Regions from separate parts of the Hordeum vulgare genome. Here region 1 is linked to region 2. Evidence: chromatin contacts called from public Hi-C data. All regions are on one chromosome and are shown on one strand. The core of a region is the stretch at or near the end of the contact, and the rest is flanking DNA. Distances in the headings are between cores, read along the strand shown. Region 1 holds the start of LOC123444963. Region 2 holds the start of LOC123444960 (SAC3 family protein A-like).

Region 1 (2,700 bases), core at 175-2,674, 250 kb after region 2:
CGTTTGGATGAAAAAATAGTGCAGTTTAACGAACCGTGGTATTTCTAAAATTGTGGTATTTTTGTTGTATATAAGAAAGAGGCCACGACCTCTTTTTTCAAAACCGAGAAACACTCGTTGCTTGGTCTCTTTGTGTCCATCTTTTGGGCCATCAAGGTCATGATACATAAAATCGATAGCTAGCCTATCGATCTGTCCGGTTAAAGGCGGACGGCTAAAAACACATGGACGCACAAGCTGCAGACATCGGCCTTCAGTACATGCCTTAACTATCTCGATCTTTAATTGATTACAAGAGATAACTCTACTATAGATCCAACATCTAGGAGAGAACATGCTCGTGCAAGGCTGAATGCATACGGTGGCTATTAGGACAAGCTAATATGTGAGTGTAGCTGAACATACATGCAACAATTTTGCCAAAAAAGAAAAAAAAGGAATATGCATGCAACAACGTAATAATCGATCAAACCAAAGAGAATTGAAAAAAAACTGTCACTTGCCATACACCTCAGCAGTTTTACCAAAACTGAGAAAAACTATGATGTTTAGAAACTGAAGTATTTATTGCCCATGTATTGAAATACTTAGGTCTTGGAATACCGTGATTTTGCAAAATCTGTGTTGCCAAACTAGGCTTTAACACCGGAGTGGCTTGATATACAGCGACCTGATGTGCAACCTCAATCGTGGAAAATTGACATTTTATGTGATCAGCGGTTCTCGGAGGTTGATAGGGCAAAGATGGTATCGATTATGTGGGCAATCTGGACTTCACATAATAATCTCACTCATGATCGGGGTCCTCTTAGTCCGGTTCAGTCGATGATCATGACATGATGCTCTGGCCTTGTTAGACATTCCACGGGATCATGCACGGATTCTTCCTGGACACGGGTGACAACCACCGGAGCAGGATTGTGTCAAGATCAACACGGATAGGAGTGTTGCTAGACAGTTTTGCAGAGGAGGGGGAGGTGGGGTAGCTCGATCCCACAACACTTTTCTTGCTGCCTGGTGTAAACCGTTTGATGGTGTGACCCATCCTTTGGTAGCCGAGGCGATGGCCCTGAGAGAGTGAGTTCTTTTTGCTCGGTTGAGGGGTTTCTCGAAGGTCATAATGACCCTATCTTTCTTGTAACGTCCCTTTTGACAGACTTTGCCGGCGCTTTTGCTGAATAAATCCCACATCTCTACTCAAAAAAAAAACACTAGGCCTTAATAAAAGAAACTGAAGGAAAAACCCAAAACAGAAAACCGAAATAAAACCACGGAAGGAAAACGAAAACAAAACCAGGAACTGGGTCCGCCCATCTCTTTTTTGTGAGACAAGGGTCGGCCCATCTTGGTGCGCCCGTAGGAGGCAGACCCGAAACTGCTTTCGTATACACAAAAAAAAAAAAAAAAAAAAAAAAAATCGAAGCTAAACGCCCCTACGGGTCCGTGGTGGCGTGGTCCGGCGCCATCCGGTCGGCTGTCCCGGTGCTCCCCGCCTCTCCCCGCACGAAACCGACAACGGCGGCGTCCTCCCCTCCCGCGGAGCAGCCGGGGCCGGCTCGACGGCCTCCCCCGGCGTACAACCCTACTCCTCTCGGGTCCAGCCCTCCGGCTCCACCCGGCCCTTCTCATCCCGACCTAGGGTTTGTGCGACCCCGCGAGCTCTGTCCCGGCTTCACCCAGTCGCGGGCATACCGACCGCCTCCCCGAGCCGTTCGAGCACAGACCTCCTCGCAGAGGCACCGTTGCCGCCGCCCCCGCCGCCGCCAAGCACGAGGTGAGGTCAGCGTATCTGGCGCCCTACATTCCGGTCCTAGGTTTGGCTTTAACTCTGTTGCCTTCATCCCCTTCTGTTCGATGAGATGCTGCTGTAAAATTTGCACAGTAGACCAAACGCCTTGTAACAGTGTATCATGTTTTGGCTTTAAAAATTATAACCGGTGCCCTTTAGGCCTTTAAGGAGCAAAATGTTTCGGCTGGATCTCGTAAACGTGTGGGTAGTTTTAGATGGAACATGGGTGATGCAGCTTGCTCTGCAATGGTCATCTTTTCCGAATTAGACTTAGGACGATGATAGCACATTTTTCTTTAGACTTGGTAGACAAGTTTGACTTAGGACAAAGCTAGGTTTCCATTAATTTGGAGAGCAGAGAGTACACGATAAGTCGAAGAGACTGTTATTTTAGGTTATACTTTGAAAACTATACTGTACTAGTAAGCGTGCACGTGCAATGCACGTATAGTTAAGAAGTTATGGTCTGCTCTCTCCTAACCTCTCCCGCTAAGGGGATAATAGCATCTACTATCGGACTGGGCAAATATGACCCACCCCCTATATGTCCGCTGACACATCTGAATAGTGTCCGAACGTGTTCATTTTGAACCCTCATTTGTGCATCCACACAACCATGTCGCCTAAATTGTCGGACACATTCATATGATTTGTTGGGATGGAGAGAGATAGAAAAGAAAGAATAAAGAAATAAGTAAAGCGGTCTGGGATGGGCCGAGTCCGATATAGCGGACTTTCCAAACACCCTCATTTCTTCCCCATATATGGACTACGTTTGAGGGTTCAAGGGTTCACAGACAGCCCAAACATATGAAGACGAAGTAGAGGGTCTGATTGAGTGGCCTTTTTCATTCTCTCACCTGTCTATCCGTTCCGGACAAACGGGGACCGCGGGGGGGGGGGGGGGGGGG
Region 2 (2,700 bases), core at 177-2,676:
ACAAATCTAGAAACTGCGACAAGGTAAGAGGAAGGCAAACCTGCTTCAAAGATTCAAAGCATGTTTTCAAATTAGGAAAGAGCCCAACTTGAGTAGTATTCCTAATCAGAATTGGGGGCGGATCAATCAAACCAAAGAACTGGAAGAAATTCATCTTTTATTTGCTCCAGAACGCCCTAGCCTCCTCCAGCACACACCCAGCACCTAGGGCTTCCAGCCCTAGCCCTAGCGTGTGCCCCACGGCCCGAGTGCAAAGTTCCTGACCCTAGCTTAATCCTGCTCCACCGCCTCCGGTCCGAGAGTTCAAGCACTAAAATCCGGGTAATGCCCATTTACAAACTACCACTAGCATCGGATAACATCAGTTACAAAAAACTGGTCACCATACATTGCCCGGACAGATGAAGCTAGCATAAAACAGCGGTACATTTAAAACATCACAGCTACCATGATAGCTCCAGTTAGACATGTTCAATTGCCATGCAAGAACACAAACAATTCTAGGTAATTCATCAAACATGAGCATCCAAAGATAGGTAGCCGACATTAAGCTTCCCAAAGGATGACACCCTGAGTACTCCACAACTTTACTTTATAACAGTACTACCACACTGACTAATTACCAGGAGGGCTAAATCACGAGATGGCTATATCATGTAGTATATGTGAATGAGCAAAGGAACAGAAACAAAATACACTACATCAACTAATTCAGTTGTTAGGCTGGTCGAAATTCCTACACTTGTGAGGCAGTAAAATAGCAAAACTCGATATCAAACACAGGCTCCAGCAGCTAGAACAAGCTATCCGCGTGCCCCGGGTGACCTAGCTATCCCTCAGCGAAGGCGCAGGAGCAGAAGCTGCCATATAATGCGAATCAGCTAACAACCTAGCCGACTGCCCGGCCAATCTGCATCTCACGGTTCTCGAGCCATAGCCGGGACAGAACGAATCGCGTGCAAGCCCGGGAAAGGTTAAAACAGGGTGGAAGCAAAGGCCCGCCAAGCTCGGGATTCCTGAGAGACGAGGAGCGGCGGCGCAAGCATACCTCGTTGGGCTTGGGGTCGGATCCGGCAGCCGCCTCGCCTCCCTGAGCCGCCATCCTCCCGGCGCTCCGGAGCCCCGGAGCTCGGGCTGAAACCCTAGCCGCTCGCAGCAGAGAGCAGAGCCCCCCGGTTTCGCCGCTGGTACGGACGGGTAGAGCCGGATCGACAGGACGCGCGCGACAAGCGAAAATGAGGCACGCGGGGAACCGGAGGCGTGTGGGGCGGGCGAGGGGCGATTGGCCGAGGAGACGCGGGGGAGATTCTGCTGGCCCGGCAGCGGCTTGGTGGAGAGAAGTGTTGTGGGGGGCGGCGGAGTGGATTGGTGTCTGTGACCGCGGGAGGAGAGGGGGTCGGCGATGAATCGGGAGGGGGAAGCGCCGACGACGACGAGGAGCGGCGAAGAATTGTGGGTGGGTGGGCTTTATTGGCGGGTCCTGGGTCGTGGGTTGGTGTGCTGTGGTAGGGGAGCAATGAATATGGGACTGGACACTTGGGGAGAAGATGGGCCTGGGCCTGGACCCGGACCGGTTCCGTCAGACGGCCCGTCAAACAGAATATATAGACCCAAATGCTCAAAAAAAAATACTGAACATTTAAATTCGTGTACTGCGCATTTATAAATTTTAAGAACATTTTTCATGGACATTTCAGAAAACAGGTAGACAACTTTTTCATTTTGTTTGTTCTATTGAAGGAGCGATAAGCCTTTTTTGCAACCAGGAAATTAGGAATCCCAGCGGAACCTCAAACGTCTTCCCTAGTAGGAAGCTCAAACTGAAAGGCTTCCAAATCAGTCCACTACTTCTGCCGTCCGTTTGATTTGGAAGCGCATCTCCAGAGTCCTGGCAAAATAAACGCCTAGAGCAGCACGATGGCAATGTCAGTACTGGAACGAGCACAAGTAGGCTTGTCGAAAAGGGCAGAAAATTCAGCTAAACTGACTTTGAGGGGGGCTGGCCCAAGCAGGATTTACCGTACGTAAAACAAATCCAAACGAATTTGACACCATCTGCAAAATTGTGGCCATATGACACCGTAAAATTAAAGTTCTTCACAGAGACGCAGGCAGGAGATAACCAGGTTACCAGCGATGAAAAGGGATAAACGTTCTGCAGACTGCAATGCATCCCAAACGGGGTATCAGGAGAAAGCAAGGGAAATTATAACGCACGAAGAGAACTTATCGGCTCAGCGCTATCACCTGCGCACTGCACGATTTTGCAGAAATAATCACGCAATGAGTTGGGGGATCTGCAGAAGACAGCCGCGGATCAACAGCCAACACAGCTGAAGAAAAGAAATACAGGACGGCCAGAAAACAATTGCATCACAGGATTTGCAACAGGCTTAACGCGGTAGCACAATTAGTCGCAAAACAATGCGTAGTAAACAAGAACAGCGTAGTCGGTAGCATAATTTCATAACAGAAGGACAATTTTGTTAACTCTGGAACCATACAACTCGGCAAACACAGTATTTGCCCATCAGGTTCAGAACACGGAAGCAAACTACTAAACATAGGGTCCTACTACCAAGCATACAAGGCACAGGACCTAGATGAACTACAGATTTCTCCCCTCCGGCAGTTTCTTGACCGCGAGCCAGGGCTTGTGCGCCACGGTCAGCCAGCGCCGCGGCTCTTCAGCCGCCGAAG

What was found. A called contact is a pair of places that touch in the nucleus more often than the background predicts.
Region 1: a contact with region 2 is called in a Hi-C map of leaf, with 4 times the contacts expected there. The contact joins the promoter of LOC123444963 here to the promoter of LOC123444960 in region 2.

Annotation. Positions count from the first base shown.
Region 1 is chr3H:552,638,549-552,641,248 of MorexV3_pseudomolecules_assembly, forward strand. It overlaps LOC123444963, which reads left to right and starts at 1,425. Exons shown (of 2, transcript XM_045121860.1): 1 at 1,425-1,774.
Region 2 is chr3H:552,386,068-552,388,767 of MorexV3_pseudomolecules_assembly, forward strand. LOC123444960 (SAC3 family protein A-like) reads right to left here and starts at 1,427. Exons shown (of 13, transcript XM_045121855.1): 1 at 1,049-1,427. The coding sequence starts at 1,102. LOC123444961 (histone H4) reads right to left here. Exons shown (of 1, transcript XM_045121857.1): 1 at 2,433-2,700. The coding sequence ends at 2,688.